Regions from separate parts of the Sus scrofa genome. Here regions 1, 2 and 4 are each linked to region 3. Evidence: chromatin contacts called from public Hi-C and HiChIP or PLAC-seq data. All regions are on one chromosome and are shown on one strand. The core of a region is the stretch at or near the end of the contact, and the rest is flanking DNA. Distances in the headings are between cores, read along the strand shown. Region 1 holds the start of ANXA7 (annexin A7). Region 2 holds the start of CFAP70 (cilia- and flagella-associated protein 70). Region 3 holds the start of NUDT13 (nucleoside diphosphate-linked moiety X motif 13). Region 4 holds the start of MICU1 (mitochondrial calcium uptake 1).

What was found. A called contact is a pair of places that touch in the nucleus more often than the background predicts. HiChIP or PLAC-seq counts read pairs in DNA pulled down with a chosen protein or histone mark.
Region 1: a contact with region 3 is called in an H3K27ac HiChIP or PLAC-seq map of alveolar macrophages. The contact joins the promoter of ANXA7 here to the promoter of NUDT13 in region 3. A contact is called at or near these places in 2 of 5 promoter capture datasets (fetal liver and fetal skeletal muscle) and 1 of 2 datasets of contacts at active chromatin or transcription factors (alveolar macrophages).
Region 2: an H3K27ac HiChIP or PLAC-seq map of alveolar macrophages shows a contact between it and region 3. The contact joins the promoter of CFAP70 here to the promoter of NUDT13 in region 3. A contact is called at or near these places in 1 of 5 promoter capture datasets (fetal liver), 1 of 47 Hi-C or Micro-C datasets (embryonic fibroblasts) and 1 of 2 datasets of contacts at active chromatin or transcription factors (alveolar macrophages).
Region 4: a contact with region 3 is called in a Hi-C map of embryonic fibroblasts, with 4 times the contacts expected there. The contact joins the promoter of MICU1 here to the promoter of NUDT13 in region 3. A contact is called at or near these places in 1 of 5 promoter capture datasets (liver) and 2 of 47 Hi-C or Micro-C datasets (embryonic fibroblasts and heart right ventricle).

What each region holds. Positions count from the first base shown.
Region 1 is chr14:76,232,559-76,237,628 of Sscrofa11.1, reverse strand. ANXA7 (annexin A7) reads left to right here and starts at 2,983. Exons shown (of 14, transcript XM_005671100.2): 1 at 2,983-3,132.
Region 2 is chr14:76,197,257-76,201,925 of Sscrofa11.1, reverse strand. It overlaps CFAP70 (cilia- and flagella-associated protein 70), which reads left to right and starts at 2,028. Exons shown (of 27, transcript XM_013983341.2): 1 at 2,028-3,393.
Region 3 is chr14:75,916,312-75,920,830 of Sscrofa11.1, reverse strand. It overlaps NUDT13 (nucleoside diphosphate-linked moiety X motif 13), which reads right to left and starts at 2,775. Exons shown (of 12, transcript XM_021074324.1): 1 at 2,413-2,775. It overlaps P4HA1 (prolyl 4-hydroxylase subunit alpha 1), which reads left to right and starts at 1,929. Exons shown (of 15, transcript NM_001097435.1): 1 at 1,929-2,009.
Region 4 is chr14:75,443,269-75,448,415 of Sscrofa11.1, reverse strand. It overlaps MICU1 (mitochondrial calcium uptake 1), which reads left to right and starts at 2,818. Exons shown (of 12, transcript NM_001243605.1): 1 at 2,818-2,939.

The DNA of each region.
Region 1 (5,070 bases), core at 1,734-4,233, 320 kb before region 3:
CCAAGATGGGGACTCCTATCTTCAATGTTTTAAACATTGAAATTCCCTTAGGATGGCACTCCATTGTGGATTCTAACATATCCTTCTCTCAGCAAGTCTGTCAGAGCCCATTTTTTTTCCTCCAGTATTGGAAACAAATTTATGTTTTCTTAGCTGATCACTGGATTATGGTTGCCTTGAGTCTGGGTGGGCCTGTTCTAGTCAATCAAATATTTATTGAACATTTATGTCTAGATTCTAGAGATATCCCTGTTCTTGAGGGATGTACATCCTGGGAGCTGGGACAGGAGTAGACAACAAACCATAAATGCAGAACTTGAGATGCTTTAAAGTCCTACAAAGAAAATAGGGTAGTCAGTGTGTTTAACTGGTAGTGGTGTTGGTGGCAGTGGTGGCTACTAATGTTACAATGTTAGGGAATACCTGCCTTCCAAGGAGATGGATGATGACATCTGAGATGTAACATGCAGTGGAGAACATTCCAAGTAGAAGCAATGACACTGAAAAAATCCTGAGAATCTCTGGTGTGTTTGGTCACAATCTTGGTATGTTTAGACAGAAGGCCATTTTGACCCAGAGTTTAATGGTTGAGCAGGAAGGTAAAGAGGGATGAGATCAGAGAAGTGGGCAGGGGCCAGATTATATAAGGCTTAATAGACCATGGCCAGGAGTTTGTGTTTTATTCTGGTTCCAATGGGAAGTTAATTGAAGAAGTTTAATCAAGGAAATGATATGACCAAATCTATTATTTAGAAAGATCATTCAAACAAAAGAGTTTCTTAACCTCAGCAGAATTAAGAATTAGACTGAATAATCCTTTTTTTTTTTCTTTCTTTTCTTTTTTGGCGACTCTGTGGCATATGGAGTTCCCTGGCCAGGGATCTAGTCCAAGCTGCAGTTGTGACCTACACTGCAGCGGTGGCAACACCGAATCCTTAACCCACTGTGTAGGACTAGGGATCGAAGCTGCATCCCAGCACTCCAGAGACACTGCCTGATCCTGTTGCACAACAGCAGGAACTCCTAGGCTGAATAATTCTTGTTTTGGGGGGATGCCCATTACATTGTAGAATGTTTAGTAATGTCTCTGGCCTATCCCCAACGATACCATTAACACTTTCCTCTCTAGTTGTGACAAGCAAAAATATCTCCAGACATTGCCAAATGTCCCCTTAGGGACAAAATTACTGCTGTCTGTATAAAAGTTATGTGTGTTTAAACACACTGGGATATTGCCTCCTATTTCACATGAACTCTGGAATATATGATGCCCTTCAGAGGTGTTTTGTTTTTGCTAAGTAAATGTAGTTGAATACAGGTAAGTTAAATACTCGTGTGCTGTGACTACTGTTAAATGTGCCACAGCAGACATCTGTAAAAGGCTTAGTTGGGTGCAAAAAGAGTTTACTCAAAGGAAGGAACAGAAAAGGAGAAAGGAAAAGCTTCTTGAAGCAGGAAGGAGATTGGTAATCTTTGAGTTGAATCTTAATTCATTGTTGTTAAAAGGCAGGCGTGGAGTTCCCGTTGTGGCTCAGCAGATTAAGGACCCGATGTTGTCTCTGTGAGGCTGTGGGTCACTACACAGATGCAGCTAGGATTTGGTGTTGCAGTGGTTGTGTAGGCCTCAGCTGCATCTCCGATTCAACTTCTAGCCTGGGGACTTCTGTATTCCTTAGGTATGGCCAGTAAAAAAAAAAAAAGGGGGGGGCAGTGCTTTCTAAGTGGAGGAAGCATGAGAAAAGACCTCTGATCTTGGAAGGCCTTATGTGTCAGGAAAGAAGGACAAAGGATTAAGTGGGAAATCTAGTGTTCCTGCCTGAATAGGCTTTTGGATATTTTGGCCCTAAAACTCGGGAAAGTGGGCTTGGAAATAGAGGTTTGGGAAATAACCTCTTAAGGTGATAGTTAAGGCAGAGAGAAGGGTGAGGATGAGGTCACCAAGGAAGGAAGGTTGAGCAAAGAGGAGTGAGAACAGGCTTCTTAGGGAATGCTTAAATTCCAGAGGTCTCCAGGCAGGTTGGACAGAAAAGCCCAATATTTGCCAGACAGACTGGTGGGAGCTGGGAGATTAATGCTGGGTACCCAGAGTGTGGTGCAGTTTTGTTTAAATTCCACAGTGATCTTCCTCAAGTACCTTCCACTTTCCCCTGTTTTAGAGACATGTTTATCTTGCTCTTCCCACCTAAAAATTTAATCCACCCTATTTCACCCCCGTGGGAAAGATTTCTGGTGGAAAAGCATATGAAGTAATAGGTTGATGGTTCTCCAACTGGTGTGCATAGAACCACCTAGAGAGCTTGTTAAAATAGACTTCTGGACTTCACCTTTAGAGTTTAATTCAGTCGGTCTAAGGTGAAGTCCAATAATTTGCATTTCTAGTAAGTTTCCAGGTAATGTGGTGGCTGTTGGTTTGGGGCCACAGTTTGAGAACCATTGGAAAAGGTAGCCAACTGGTTTTTGCTCTGGATTAAATTTCCTTAATGAGTTTAAGATACTGATCTGGGCCCTTGAAATTGCCTCAAATGTTTAATGCCGCGGTGTATGTCATGATAGGGCTCTAGTGTGAGGGGAGCCTAGAATCACCTTGCAACTCCCTTCTGGAGTGGTATTGATTAGTGTATCTCGTGTTGTGCCTATTAAGGATCTCCATAAATATTAATTTATTTCACGCCGTCCTTGGCCTTAGAACAGGCGAGGGAAGATGGCATATCAGGCGGAGAGGCTGCACCTGGCCTCCCAGTCTTGAGTCCATCTCTGCCGCTCACCACTAAAGGGGCGGCAGAGAACCGTCGTTAGACCCTTTCAACGGTTCCCTTGGCTTTAACGGCTTTAACTTCCCAAGGGCCTTGAGAGAGCCCAGAAGGAACTGGCGCATGGACCTTGGTAACAAGAAGTGAGATTAGAACTGGCTTATTGCGCCCGAAGAGAGCGTCCTCTCTCAGGTGGTGGGTCCCCGGCTGGCCCTGCGGCCCCGCCCCCTCCTGCCCCAGGGGCGTTCCCGGCAGTCGCGGCTGGCGATCCTAACGGGCTCGGGAGGCGGCCCTGGGCGCCCCGCCTTTCCCCCCGCCCTCCCCGGCTCCATCTTGCCAGCGACCGAGCCGGAGTGTGTGTGACGCTGCTCCCCGGGTTCAGGTGAGGAACGGCGCCCCCTGCCCTTGCCACCGCGCGTCCCCCTCGGTCTTGTCGCCGCGGCCCGCTCCGAGGCCTGCCATCCGGGGGAGGGCGGGGCCCCGCGCGTGTCCTGGAGCCGCGGGGCGGTGGAGGGGCCTGTGGGCCAGCCGGGTGGCGGGCGTCGCGGTGTGCGCGTCGCGGGACCCAGGATGCCTAGTGGGGGCGTTGGGCCTGGGGCGTATTGGGGCGGAATCTGCGCGGCGACCCGGCTACCGGAAGACCTGTTCACTTGTCTGTCCACAGTTTGGAGGAAGCAATGACGCCTCCCACGCAGGCAGGTGGGCCGCAGGTGGAGGGACTGAGGCCAGGGCACGGCCCTGCTGAAGCGGCCTCAGGGAGGGCTGAGTAAGAAAACCAGCGAGCAGCACCGAAGGCTAGTCCAGCCGGGGGGGTCTAGACTTGCTGGTGACACAGCAAATTTAGGGAAACTTAAGAAATTTGTACTTTGCTTAGAGACACCCCCTTCCCCCGCCCCCAGGACAGAACCTGTAAACCTGGCTCAGGTCTATAATCCTTGGAAACTCTCCTAGGAAGTCGCATTCCAGATTTGGTGCCTATTCCCTGAACAGCAGCAAACATGTGAGCCCAACCTGTGTGAACACTTCTACAGAAGGAAATGCTTGTTGTCCCCCCAAAAGTGACAGAAATGAAGTCTTCTAATTGCTTTTAAACTCCCTCATTTCTCCCAGTTGATGGGTAGCTGATCTGATAAAGTAATCTGTCCTAGTTAGATAATGCCTGGAATGAGTTACTTCTCAGGCAGGGAAGCAGTTTCAAGTGGATAGGCCGCTAAAAGAGAATTTTGCCCTGAGCCTTGCAATCCTCTGGTGTTGGTTGCCTACCCTGCCCATGCAGAGGCTAGTCAGGACTCCAATTCTCTACTGAAGGGCCCTTGCTGATGGATTTAAAAGGTCCTTCCCAATCAAGAGACACGTTTTGGAAAATTGTAGTATCTGCTCTTGGCCATCTTCATTCACTGTTCCTGTTTCATATTTGTTTCATTAATTTACAACAGCTGCCTCCTGTGTTCTTGGGCTTCATGCCATTTATGAGACTTGCATAGTGAGACCCACGCCTTTTAGTAGTTGACTCACTGGGTGGAGATGCTTTGTGGAACCAAGATTACTTTCCTAGTCATTTAAAAGTATTTGCTGATGGAGAATGTTAAAAAGAAAATAAAATTTCTGGTTCACTGGTGTAGTCTAATTATTCCTTGGGCAAAATTGAGTTGTTTGTTGAGTCACCCTTGAGTTTGTTTAAGCTTTTTACAAAAGCTTTTTAAATCTACTTTTTGAATAGATGATACATGCACAATTCCAAAACGGTTAGGTGCATCGAAAAGTAAGTCTCCTTGTTATGTCCCAGCCCTCCTCTTAGAAGGCAGCCACTATTAACTGCTTTCTTGATTGAGTATACTTTCAGAGATATTCTCTCCACATACAAGCAAATAAATGTATTTTCTTTACACATTTGTTTGCAAAGTATCTATGCAGTTTTCCACCTTTCTTTCCATTTAATGTGACTTAGAGATAGTATCACATATGAGTAAAAAGAGAGTTGCTCATTTTAAATAGTTCCATAACATTTCAGTGTATGGTTACCTATAATCTATTTCACTTGTCCCTTTTTAATGGACTTTTAGATTGTTTTTATTTTTTTATTTTTAAAAAATTTTTTTTTTGTCTTTTTTTTTTTGTCTTTTTGCTATTTCTTGGGCCGCTCCCACGGCATATGGAGGTTCCCAGGCTAGGGGTTGAATCGGAGCTGTAGCCACCGGCCTACGCCAGAACCACAGCAACGCGGGATCCGAGCCGTGTCTGCAACCTACACCACAGCTCACGGCAACGACAGATCCTTAACCCACTGAGCAAGGGCAGGGACCGAACCTGCAACCTCATG
Region 2 (4,669 bases), core at 779-3,278, 280 kb before region 3:
ACATACATACATACATAAATTAGCAGAAAATATTTGAATGCCTTTCCTTATAAGGATTATAGGAAATTCAGAGTGGCACCTGTGTAAGCATTCTCTAGGAAAATAACACTATAACACAAAGTTATGCCATCTGTCACCCCAAGTCTAATAAGGATTAATTATGTTTAAGGAAGTGACACCTGTGACTTATCCTTGATTGCCTAGGCCTTGAAACAAAATACTTAGTAGATCAAGATCATGAGTGATTTAGAGCAGTTCCCTAGCAAAGACTTTGTCCTAAGTCTAGCTTATTATGTGGAAAAAGTATGTTGTACACAAGGTAGGATGGCTATCTCAGTGCAAATTCACTCACAACGCTCACTTGGGAAAAAAATCCAGAGATAAATGCCTTACTCAATTGTTCCATAGTTTTATTTTGAGATGTTTTTATTATTTATAACGTTGCAACTTAAAAAAATCTTTCTCTTGGTTTTTTATTTTATTTTATTTTATGTTTTGCCCTTTTGCCTTTTCTATGGCCGCTCCTGCAGCATGTGGAGATTCCCAGGCTAGGGGTCCAATCTGAGCTGTAGCCGCTGGCCTACGCCAGAGCCACAGCAACGCGGGATCCGAGCCGCATCTGCAGCCTACACCACAGCTCACGGCAACGCCAGGTCCTTAACCCACTGAGCAAGGCCAGGGATCAAACCTGTGACCTCATGGTTCCTAGTCAGATTCGTTAACCACTGTGCCACGACGGGAATTCCTCTCTTAGTTTTTTAAATTTTTATATATTCATTAGCAGAAATACAATTTATTTTTAAAAACTTGGCTCTAGTAACCATATCCTAAGCAAGGAATTTCCATGGAGAATTGTGTGTGTGTGTGTGTATAGTTTAATCATTTGTTTTGAAATAATTTCAAATGTATAGAAAGTTGCCAGAACAGTGCAAAGAACTCCCATTTCCTCGTCACCCAGATTCTCATCTAGTTCATATTAGGTTACTGCTTCATTACTCACTCTGTGTGTGTGTGTGTGTGTGCATGTGCATAGATCCCTAGTTATCAGTCTTTTTCTGGAACTTTTGAGGGCTGAGACGGAAACTGAAGGCATGATATCTCATCACTCCAGTAGGTATTTTCCCCTAAACAGGGACACTCTCCTACATAACAGCAAACAAAGTACCACATCAGGAAATCAATATTGGTCCAATATTACCACCCAATCTACTGATCCCATTCAAATTCCATCCGATGTCCCAATAATGTCTCTTTTCCTTCCTGGACCAACATGTTATACAGGAATACATATTGCATTTAGTTGTCATGTATCTTTAAACTCCTTTAATCTAGAAGTGCTGCTAATCTTCCCTGGCCTCGACAGTTTTATTAAAGAATACAGGCCTTGGAGTTCCTGCTGTAGGGTGGTGGGTTAAGAATCTCACTGCTGCAGCTTGGATCGCTGCTGAGGCACAGGTTCTATCCCCAGCCCAGCCATGCGTGTGGCCATAAAAACATTAAAAAATCCAAAGAGTACAGGCCTTACTTTCTATAGAATGGCCTATAACCTGGGTCCCCCTGATTATAGGAACACCACAACATATTTTGCTTTTCCCAGTGAGTCTCATCAGGAGGAATGAAATGTAGACTCCTGACACTGGTGTTTTAACCCTCATCGCTTGGTAGTGTTGGTTTCTTAATGTCACAGTTTTCCCCTTTGTAATCCATTAGTATTCCAAAATCATGCCAATATCTTATTCCTCATCAAGCCTCTACACACCAACCTTAGCATTGAAGACTCCTGCCTGAGTCATACCATACACTTCTGTAGTTGGTGCAAAATGGTAATTCTCTGTGTCAATTCCTCTCAATTACTGAGTTGGCATTCTACTGTTAGAGCTTTCCTTTCTCTCATTTTTATTTTTTAAATTACTCAATGGATTTTATTACATTTATAGTTGTACAACCATCATCAGAACCCAGTTTTATTGCATTTCCATCCCAAACCCCCAGCACATCCCCCGACCCCCCAACCTGTCTCATTTGGAAACAATGTTTTTCAAAATCTGTGAGTCAGTATCTGTTCTGCAAAGAAGTTCATTGTGTCCTTTTTCTAAGATTCCACATGTAAGTGATAATATACGATGTCAGTGCTGACTTCACTTAGTATCATTGTCTATTTTGAAGCTCAAATTATCTCTGATTTGGCCAACATTTTAAAGTATGTATATTGCTAAGATTCATCCATCCATGTTGTAAGTAGCTGTAGTTCATTCCTTTGTTTTGTAATATGCTATTCTGGAATATATATCAGTGTATTCATCCATTCTTATGTTGGGCTGTTTCCAGGTTTGGCTTTTGCGTGTATGCGTGTGCTTTTTTTAAGGCCGAATTGGCGGCGTATGAAGGTTCCCAGGCCAGAGGTCTAATCCGAGCTGCAGCGTCCAGCTTACACCACAGCTCAGGACAACAGAGGATCCTTAACCCACGGAGCAAAACCAGGGACTAAACCTGTGTCCTCTTGTATGCTAGTCATATTCCTTAACCACTAAGCCACGACGGGAACTCCTGTTTCTAGGTTTTTGCTATTATATTTTGCCATTCCTACTCTAAAGTAACGCTGAAATTCAAATATATTAAAGTTTTGCATTAACGTCACATACTTCAATTCTGCTTATTGTAAATACTGAGCACTAAAAGCAACATAGTTTTGCATTATCACCGTGAATGATAGCCAAGCTCACTTTTAAAATACTGTCTTTCTGCATTTTTTACAGAAAAAAGATTTTAATGACCTGTTTTTAAAAATCGTTTCATAAAGGCTTTTATCTTTAAATAAATTTCCTTTTGGTTTTTATCCTTATTTATTGAGGAAAAACTGGGAAAAAAAGAAGTGGATAAAGCAAAATTGAAAGGTAGAAAACCTTGAAGTTAACCAAAACTTTCGCTAAAAGAAAGGGTCATCCTCAGAAGAACGAGGGAATCGCTCCAGGTCTGGACGAAGCGTTGAGGCGCACTCGTAGGTCCGTGGGTGCGGACGTAGTTCTAGAGCGCAGGCGCGGGAACTCGTCTTGCACCGCCTCTCGTTTACCTCCCAGACAATGTTATCGCGAGTCTTGGGATAAACTTGTGGTCAGTACAAGTTCTCGCGAGAGGCAGTTGGTTGCTATAGTTACGAAAAACAAGTTTGTGTCGATCTAAGAGCGCTCTCACTTGTTAGAAAAGTGTCTCTTCCCCGCCTCCGCATCTCGGACTTTTCTTTTCAACTTTGGGCCAGACTGAAAGGCGGAGACCACATCCCAGCACGACTGCACTGCCGGACCCCCGGCTAAGCGAGGACTCCCGCCAACCCAGGCCTCCCACCCGAAGCCAGACTTAGACCCCGCTTCCCACTTTGCGCCGAGATCCCCCGCAGTAAGCGCAGACCGGGCCCCTGCTCACAGACCACCCTCCAGTCACAGCATCGCCTTCATCTAACTCATTTCTTTTTTTTTTTGTCTTTTCTAGGACCGCACCCGCGGCATATGGAGGAACCTCCAGGCTAGGGGTCGGAGAGGGAAGAGGAGCTGTAGCCGCCGGCCTACGCCACAGCCACAGCAACACGGGATCCAAGAAGCATCTGCGACTTACACCACAGCTCACGGCAACACCGGATCCTTAACCCACTGAGCAAGGCCAGGGATGAACCCGCAACCTCATGGTTCCTAGTCGGATTCGTTAACCACTGAGCCACTACGGGAACTCCAATCTAACTCATTTCTTTCTTTTCTTTTTTCTTTTTCTTTTTCTTTTTTTTTTTTTGTCTTTTTGCCACTTTTAGGGCCGCTCCCATGGCATATGGAGGTTCCCAGGCTAGGGGTCCAAGCGGAGCTGTAGCCGCCGGCCTACGCCAGAGCCACAGCAACGCAGGATCCGAGCCGCGTCTGCGACCTACACCACAGCTCACGGCAACGCCGGATCGTTAACCCACTGAGCAAGGCCAGGGATTGAACCCGCAACCTCATGGTTCCTAGTCGGAGTCTTTAACCACTGAGCCACTACGGGAATTCCAATCTAACTCATTTCTAATTTGATCTCCCCCATCTGCTTCTGAGCAGATACTAAGAAACCCATGCCTTGTTTGTGGCAAGAGGACCCCCTTTCTGACTGCCCTGACTAGAACGTGTAACTGGCCAGGCTTCTTGAACTCATTGTTCAACAGATACACCACTAATGCCTCTTGCGGACAAGGCATAGTGCCGGGCACTCAGTGGCTGCAAAAATGTATGACAGATTACTTATTTTTAAGGGAGTAGTTGAGCATTAAGAAAAAGTTGTGCGTATTAGTAACACCATTTGTTTGGTGCTTCATAGGTTAAGCAGTTTTACTCTTTTAGGGATATTCGCAACAAATGTGAAACAGGTCCATTTTATAGAAGGTGAAATTCAGGCTCAGTGAGGTGAAATTGGCTTTCCTCTAAGGTCAGGCTAGTGAAGGCCTAATTTACATGCTGCTATTGAAAAGGAAAAAAGACTCATGCAAAAAGTCATTTCAAATGTTAGCTTAATAAGAAAATTGTCAAGGCCTAAGTCCTGAATAAGCCTGGAGACGTAGAATTGAACAAGTGATCTGAGACTTTTAGGTAACCCAGAAAATTAGACTGTCACTGGAAAGAGAATACTAATAATGTCTGGAGCATCAAGATATCAC
Region 3 (4,519 bases), core at 1,526-4,025:
GGGAAAATCAGTGAGGAAAGAATTAGCAGTCTAAAGACTGCAGTTAAAATTTTTACTTTTAAAAATTTTACAAAAGCATATGGCTGTGTGAGCATATTGCTGGGGCTCCTTCCAGGGTCTTGGAAAGGGCTAGTGTAAATGATGGCCCCTGAAGCTAAGCTTTCTTATCTTCACAGTAAATCTCCCTTAAGGTCTGGAGCTATTTAATTTACAGGGTGAATTGCAATTTTCAGAGTCTGCTCTATATAGGGGCAGTGGATAGACTGATTACAGCTTCACTTGAGACAAAGATTTGAGGAAGAGATCTTTGCCTCCTGTGTCAAAGTGCTCCCTGCTGTTTGTTTAGACTAGTGGTTCTGAAACACTTGTTCTCATAATTGTTTCACACTCCTAAAAAGCACTGAGGACTCCAGAAAGCTTTTATGTGGATCATATCATATCTATCAACATTTGCTGTATTAGGAGTAAAACAAACATGCAAAATATTAATTCATTTAAAAACAATAAATAATAAATCTGTTACATGTTAATATAAATAACATTTTTTAATGAAAAATAACCATTTTTCAGAGCAAAAAGAATTTGGTGAGAAGAATGACATTTTACATTTCTGCAAATTTCTTTAGTATCTAGCCTAATAGAAGATTCTCATTCTTCTGCATGCAATCTGTTGCACTATCACAGGACATGTAGTCTCTGGAAAATTCCATTGTTTTTCGATTCAGTATGAAATAATTTTGCCCTGTGAACCTGGAGACCGCACTTTAAGAACTGCTGATTAGTGGGTCACTATATCACTATATTATGTTCCCTAGGGTTCTGAAAAGTACCCCCTCTTTGACTATTGCTGTATCTGTAATAATCAACCCCAACTCCTAGATAAGAGTTAAATGTTAACTATTGCTATGCTTTTTAGCATTCATGGAAAACTTTAGAAAAAACAATTTTTAATGATTACCAAGTCTGAGACAAGTCTTCTCTTTCACGGACACTTTCGCTTTCTTCCCTTTCTCCTTCATTGTCTGCTGCCTGATACTAAAGCTTTCTTTTAGGACGATAATGACTAAGACAAAGGTTGGACTATGACCAAACACAACACTGGATTCCTCACATGCTATAACACAATCTAATATTTACCAAACCCTTTCTGTGTGCTAGGCATGTGCTAAATGCTTTACGCACATTATTTAATTCTCATAACAATCCTAAGAGTTACCTAACGTCATTCGCATTTTGCAAAAGAGGAAGCTGAGATACAGAGAAGTTAATGCCCAGAGTTTTACGAGACTGAGCTGGGAAGTGAACCCAGAAAATTTCCAGAGCGTGCAGTGCACTATCTAGTGATAAAGTATAAAGATAAGCGATAGAGCGAGGTACATATGAGTGTAGGTGAAGGAAGGAGGTTCGTAAAGTAAAAAGCCTCAGGACCAAGACAGCTGAGATACCAAGACATGAGGTACGGTGTTATTTTCCACCCGATTCTTCTTTTCTGCCTTATTTTCTACTCCCATGTTCTTATTCTTATATTTAATATAGTTCCCTGCTGGGAGTTCCGACGTCCCAGCCTGAGGCTGATGGCGTAACCCAGGCGCTAAACAACCTGTTGAAAGGAGTGGGGCAAATCCGGAGTAACCACGGTAACAAGGGCGTGGCGAGGACCCTGCGCAGGCGCGCTACACCACACGCCCGCCCGCCGGCCCCTCCCCTCGGCTCCGGACTTCACCAGCTGGTGGGGAGTCTGGGGCGTGGGACGTGGGCAAAGGGTGGGGGCGAGGGCCTGGGCTGGGCGCCTGCGCAAACGCCTGGGCGCTGGTGTGATCGAGCTCACGTAGCGAGGGTTGCAGTTGCCTCCTCCCTAGCGCTGCCGTCGCGGCCTAGAGGTTATAAAAGGGCTAACTGGCTCCCTCTGCTGCCCAGTCAAGCCACCAGCGGGCTTAGAGAAGGGAGCCGGCTTGACTGAAGGCGGTCGAGGACTGGAGAACGCGCAGCCCTCCCCTGCCACTTCTCAGGTGAGACGCTTCTCCGACCTTGGAGAATGAGGATGAAGTCCTTGGGTAGTCGTTGGCTACTGAGGCTGAAGTTCTTGGGCAGCCGCGGCCCTTCTCGGATGGCTCTGGGGGGTCTGGTCCCTGCCCTCTCTGGTGGGATGGCTCGGGGGCAGGGGTTCCCTGGTTTACTACCGCAGTACCTTCTCCTCTGTACCTTCCCCAGGTCCAGCGCCCCGCGCCTCCTGGTTGTCCCAGAGGCCCTTCCGCCCTCCTCGGTGCTCCCCTTCCCACCTCCTCCCAGATTGGCGTCCCCGACTGTTGGGGCTGCGGCAGCCTCTGTCTCCGCCCCGGGAACCAGTACTTTCTTGAATATTCCTTCCCGAGGAGGGGTAACCCTGTTGATTTTCCCGAGCTCCACTCTTACCTGGTCCTCGCTTGCAAAGCTGACGGGTACGCGACGGTTTTCGGCCTCCAAATCAGCAGATGGTTAGCATGTGGCAGTGGAGAACTGATTTTAAAGCTTAGAGCTCACGCCGAAGCACTCGGGCGTTTTTACCCCGCGGAAGAGTTGTCGGGTCTAGGAAGCGGACATACCCGGGGAAGTTCAGGCTCATCTGTTGCGCGCAGCGGTGCAGCCCGAGCAGTTAGACGTAGCCCCGGGCGGCGAGTTTCGGGCGGCTGGGTAGGGAAGTCGGCTGTCAGATTCTCAGTCAACCGGGAAGCTAGTCTTCTTCCTTCCTTCTGCCACATAAAAATTTTAAAGGTACATGAGCTTCTCTCCCTCCCCACCCCCCTCTGCTCTTTCACAGCAGAATCTGATGCTTTTAAAAGTCCATCAGGAAATCGAATTCTGTGTTTGTGCGAGAACTTTGAGTTAAGCGAATGGCCCCCAGATGTATGTTTTAAGGGGGAGGAAGAGTGGTATCATAAGTATGAGACTATTTCTCCTCAGTCATCGAATGTATTAAATACAGTTCAGTTTTTAGACACTAACGTCTTTGGCGTTCCGACAGAGTGGAGAAGATTCTTGGAATTTTGCACTGTTTGCTTTAAGGGACGAAGAACCTAGATTTCCTTTTAGGAATTGATCTAAAAGGCCAACGAGGCTTGCCAGTTTCAACTTAACTGTTTCTTGTTTCTCTAAGAGCTGTGGCTCTTGGACTTTCCCTTGGAATGCACTCTGAAGGGATGAAATAGTCACTTCTGAGTGGGGGAAGGGAAAGACGTGGCAGCAGTGTTCTTTCATCAACTTTAGGCTCTTTTTTTTTTGATACAGGTTTTGGGAAGAAAGTATTTCCCCTTTTAGATTTAGATGTAGCTTATGAATGAGGCTAGTCTTTATCTAAAATAATAAGAAATATACTGTCCTTGTAGCTGGAACATTGGAATCTAATATATAAAACATTTTAAAGGGATTTTTCTCATCAAGTATCTATGAAAAAAATGGATACCTTAGGCAGGAAATATTTTAGCTGAAAGTCAATAACCTTGAGTATGTTTTGCCTTGATTTAAAATTTGAGTAGACATTCAGTGATTTTTGTTTAACTTTGACTTTTAGCCTGTGAATATAATTTCTAAATCTTAACTGTGAACTTCACATTTTACCTTTTCTTTCTGTGAGAAGTGTAGGTTTTGTCACTTACCTTTAAAAGTCATGTCAGTTTTGGTTTTGGAACATTATGCCTTCAGTCCCTTGGTAGCTGATAGCTGATGCCAAATGCTTCTTTGAGATTGAACTTAGTTACTAGGGAAAGGACTGCTTTGTGTCTTTAGGTGAATAATGCTATTTGATGTCTTTAAATGAGTTGTATTTTGAGGTACTGAAAGCCAGGGACTTTGGTAGGCAGATAATGGTGTTGACCATTTTGTATCTTGGAAACATGTAGTGAAAAAAACAGATGAAAGGCATTCCCTTTCAGTGCAGCAGGTTAAGAATCCAGTGTTATCACTGCAGTGGCTAAGGTTGCTGCTGTGGCATGGGTTCAGTCCCTGGCCCGGGAACTTCCACATATCATGGGCGTGGCCAAAAAACAGATTGAAAAAAATATGCAACACTTAATTACTGCAGAAAAATTTAGACAGTGTAAAATTCTACTAAAAAAATAAAGCATTAGGAAGTTCCCGTTGCGGCTCAGCTGTAATGAGCCCAGCTAGTATCCATGAGGATGCAGGTTTGATCCCTGGCCTCACTCAGTGGGTTAAGAATTCGGCATTGCTGTGAGCTATAGTGTAGGATGTGGATAAGGCTCAGATCCCCAGCTGCTGTGGCTGTGGTGTAGGCTGTCAGCTACAGCTCTGATTCAACCCCTAGCCTGGGAACTTCCATATGCCTCAGGTGGTACCGTAAGAGGCAAAAAAAAAAAAAAAAAAAAAAGAGAGAATTCATCTTACCAGGGTAGTCCAGGCTGTTACAAGCGAATCTTGGCTTTTTGGTAAGGAGATGTTGACCTTTTCTAATACTGCAGAGGGGGTTGTGTACTGGCAAGTATCTTTCACAGGGCAAATATATTCAAGCTCTTTTTTTTTTTTT
Region 4 (5,147 bases), core at 1,569-4,068, 470 kb after region 3:
ATGTTCGTAACCTGCTGAGCCACAACAGGAACATCCTATATTTTTAAAAATATAGTTATTATTCAAAAATATGTTATTTATGTCAACATATAATGGGCTTATTATTTTAATGACTAAAAACATTTAAAAACTTCGGTTTTAATTTCTAACATAATAAGTATTGCTAGGTATAACACATATAAACAAGTTGTTTGGGGTCCTTAATAACTTTTAAGAGTGTAAAAGAGTCCTGTGACCAAAAAGTTTGAGACAGTGATTTGTTTTCACATATTATTTAATAATTAGCTGAACTGGAGTTCCTGTTGTGGCTCAGTGGTAACGAACCCAGCTAGTATCCATGAGGGTGCAGGTTTGATCCCTGGCCCTGCTCAGTGGGTTAAGGATCTGGCATTGCCATGAGCTGTGGTGTAGGTCACAGACATGGCTCATATTCAGCATTGCTGTGGCTGTGGTATAGGCTGGCAGCTATAGCTCTGATTTTACCCCCTAGCCTGGGAATCTCCATATGCCACAGGTAAGGCCCTAAAAAGACCGAAAAAAAAAAAAAAAAAAAAGAAAAAAAATTAGGTGACCTGGTTATTTAGTTTTATAGAGACAAATTTTGACTAAAATCAGGATTGAATGTCACCAATTCTTAAAAATTGATCTTTGGAGTTCCTTGATGGCCTAGGACTTAAGGATCCAGTATTGTCACTGCTGTGGCTTGGGTTGGGTCACTGCTACGGTGGGTGTTTGGTCCCTGGCCCAGGAACTTCTGCATGCTGTGGAGGAAAAAAATGAAAAAAAAAATTTGACCTTTGTTCAGCATTTTTGCATTGATAACTTTTTTTCTTATTCTGAAAAACACTTAACTCAGCCATGATTAACTTAACTAGTTAAGATTCCATGAGCCCCCAAAGTGTTCCAAGATAATCTATGCCACAACTTGAAATTCCAACCATTAGCATTAATGGACATACTGCCAAATACCCATTAGTAAACCGGGAAGAATGTCTTTATCAGATTTCTCACTCAACAGAGAACAGGCTTTAAATGGAAAGACACACAGAAAAGGTACATTTTAATAGCTGAGAAGCAAATCAGAAAAGATTCCTGGAGTTCCTGCTGAGGCTCAGGGGGTTAAGGACCTGATGTTGTCTCTGTGAGGATGGGGGTTCAATACCTGGCCTCGCTCAGTGGGTTAAGCTTCTGGTGCTGCCACAAGCTGAAGCGTGGGTTGAAGATATGGCTGGGATCCAGTGCTGCCATGGCTGTGACGTAGGCTCCCGCTCCAGCTCTGATTCAACCCTTGTTCTGGCTGCCTTCGTTTCCATGGTTGTAGCCTGGGAACTTCCATGTGCTGCAGGTGCGGCCATAAAAAGAAAAAAATTTTTAATTAAAAAAATAAAGATTCCTGCTATTCCCATTGTGGTGCAGTGGAAATGAATCTAATTAGGAACCATGAGGTTGCAGGCCTCGCTCAGTAGGTTAAGGATCTGGTATTGCCGTAAACTATTTTGTAGGTTGCAGACCCGGCTTGGATACTGCATTGCTGTGGCTGTGGCGTAGGCTGGCAGCTGTAGCTCTGACTTGACCCCTAGTCTGGGAATCTCCATGTGCCGGGGGTGCAGCCCTAAAATGCAAAATAAATAAATAAATAAATAAATAAATAAATAAATAAATATTCCCAATTCTTGTGTCAAGATGATCCAGGGACAGTAGATTGAAGATGTCTTTGGTGTTCTTTCTATCAGGTCTGTGCCAGCCATACCATTTGATACATTACCTAGGGAGGGGTCATAGCCCGCTTCCCCATCTACAATTCACAAAAACCGTTTTCATCAACAGGATGGTTGGAACAAACATGGGGTTGCCTGTAAAGTGCTAGCGCAGTGCCAAGAACATAACGATCTGTCCTTCTTGGGATAGTGGGGAGGGAGAGTCCTCTGAGAAGAAATGGAGAAAATAGTTGTTTTGCTTCCTTCACAATTTAACCCAGTGATAGTTCTGGCTGCCTTCTTTTGTTTCCATGGTTGTAGCCTTTGCTACAGCTCTGCTAAGGAAAGTATTTATTTATTTTTGACTGTACCCCCCAGAATGCAAAACTTCTCGGTCAGGGATCAAATCCACACCACACCAGCAACTGGAGCCACACCAGTGACACCCTGGACCCTTTAACCAATAGGCCACCAGAATCTAGAACTAGGAAATTCCTGAAGAAACTTTTAAATTCCATCATATCATAATCAAAATATTGTCATTCTCTTGAGACTTTTCCATTCTCACTCCTGACAGCAACCTCTGAGGAAAAAAAATGTTACTAGTAGCTCGGTGACTAAACTCTCCAATCATATTAGCTTGCAAAGAGAACTTCTGAAAAACCTAAATAATAGACAATGCGGTGAGTCGGTTTCTAAATTTAAAAAAGCTTCAAGGTCAGGAAACAGGCAAATTTCACCAGAAGCCTAAACCTAAACGCAGTTCGAAAAGAACAATTCCCAACTCACTGTGGTCCAGTTTTCTTTTCATTGTCTCCTGTTTTGCTTAGTCAACACATAAAGGGGCATCAACGAGGCGGAAGCCGGCACACTAAATCTCTTTCACAGACATCTATACCACTAGCGCGTGGAGGGTGAACCGCCAGAGAAAAATCCGGAGAGCTTCCACTGTCCCGCCTAAATACTGAGGCCGGGGCGGGGCCCGAGGCCGGGGCGGGGCCCGAGGCCGGGGCGGGGCCCAAGGCCGGGGCGGGGCGGGTTGCCTGGCCCCTCCCCACTCCCTATCCTCCATGCCCCGCCCACACGCATTTCGCCACGATCCCGACAGCCCTAGCGGCTAGAAGGGTTACGTGAGGGTGGGCGGCGGAGCTGGAGGCTTAACTTTGTTGCTCTCTTCATCTCTATGGTTTTCCGAGGTGCGCGGCTTTGACGGAGAAGCAGCTGAAGCTCCGCTGTAGACGGGTGAGTCCTGTACTCTCAAGGGTATGAGGCGAGACACGTTTAGAGAAGATGAAAGGAAGGATGATGCGAAAAGCTTTAGGGACCTGACCTCCGGGACTGGCCGTTTGTCTGCTCCGGAATTAGCAACTTCTCTGGTCGACCGGGATAGCTGTCTCTCCCTGATGTGCTCAGTTTAGGGGCTTGAGAGCAGTCCTTAGTCCTGCCGGCTTCCTTTCCTCCGCTTTCTTTGACCTCACCTGGTCCCTTCTTCCTGTCCCAGGAGAACTTCTCCTGCCGAGTTCCCAGCTGCAGGGTTCACTTGAGCTTCGACGTCCCTCTTCGGGCGACCAAAGACATCCCCTGGGATTTGTGGATGTGGTTGGAAGTGGGTGGGGACTTTATTGTTAAATGTCTGATGGGGCCAAGTATTAATCATTGAAACAAAACCAAAAAAAATGAAAAAAAAATTGATGGGGAGCTGAAGGAACAAAACAAAGTTCAGGCTTCTTAGACTGTTCGGTTTTTGCCTTTCCCAGTGCCTTACCTGTTTTTATTCTCCCTCAGGTTCCCTTACCACCATCTCATTTTGGCCCACAATGCGGTGTTTTGAGAATGAGCCGGGGTTTATTGACTCAAGCTGAATGTTGGGAGGAGAGTTTAAAACTGTTTAAGTTGCCAGTCTCTATGATCTTATTGTTTATGGTTTCTATACCCTCCCTTTCGGATGCCTGAAAAGTATTGTAGCTATTTGTAAAGCTAAGTAGAAAAACCATTTTATAGCTGAGGGACTGGAGTAAAAGAAAAATTCTCCTTGTGGTACCTGGAAATACCTATTTTCTTTCAGTTTCATAAGCAGATGTTTCTATCAGTTATTGGGTGCTTTCTTGGGCATACCTTTGTTTATGTTAAAGTATTCCTTTGAATTACATGTGCAGGTGATCTAGCAGTAGAAAGGGTGCAACAGTTTGGGGTTGATAGCTGTAGGAGAGTTTAGATTTCATTAAATGATATGACACACAAAATGTCAGCATCTGGAGACAGTGGTGTTGGCCAGGTTGACCAACCCATTATCTTCCTGCTTTGGGTAAGGTAATGTTAAATATTGCCTTATTCTAAAAACTTTTTAGAACCCACTGCCACTTGCTTGTGAGACGGTAGCTCTGGTCTCCAGCTACTCTTAAGTTTCATTGCTGAGAATTATGAGACCAAAAACAAGCCTAACAAAAAGTAAAAATTCAGGAGTGGATTTTGTGCCTGAGGAGAAAAGGAAAGAGTGACAGAAACTAGTAAGAGCAAGAGAGCCAAAGAGTGTATTGCTGTCTCCATTTATAATCAGTAGAACATTTACAATATTCAGTAGACCTTTTGCATTCCCAGGGGGTGCATCTTGGGACTGACTTTCCTGTATTTTAACAATGATATGTAATTTCTCCCAAAATGTAATACTATGTAAAATTATTATAATGAATCTGACTCGTCAGATCTTATATTATTTATAATTATAAGGCTAAAGTAATTGATAAAGTTATTACACCTAATTCGGCCACTTTAAATCTTTAATTTTCCCTATTTAACAATTTTTACAGTGGCTGCAGCTCTTGGTGAACATTTACCAATTTTTTCCATATGAAGTAGTTTAATATTCCCTTTAAAAGTGAACCATTTTTGTAGTTCCCATTGTGGCTCAGTGGTTAACGAACCCGACTAGCATCCAGGAGGACCCGGGTTTGATCCCTGCCCAGCCTGGCTCAGTGGGTTAAGGATCTTGACATTGTCGTGAGCTGTGGTGTAGGTCGCAGATGGGTCTCGAACCCTGCGTTGTGTTGTAGGTCAGCGGCTATAGCTCTGATTGGACCCCTAATTGGGAACCTCCGTATGCTGTGGGTGTGGCTCTAAAAAAGACAGAAAGAGAAAAAAAAAAAAAAGTGAGCCATTTTTTTGTTTGTTTGTTTGCACCCACAGCATGTGGAAGTTCCTGGGCCAGGGGTCAAAGATGGGCCACAGTTGTAGTCTGTGCAGAACCGGGGCAATGCCAAATCCTTAACCCCTACAACAAGGGGACTTCCAAAAGTGAACCAATTTTTTTAAAAAAAGTTTACTCACAACTTTTTCATCATGCAAAATAGGTTGATTTTGTGTCAAGGGAAAAAAATGATTCTCTTTAATAAGTAGGTGTTTTACTCACTTTGGTAAATTGAGAGAATTATTAATGCTTTTTTTTTTTTTGTC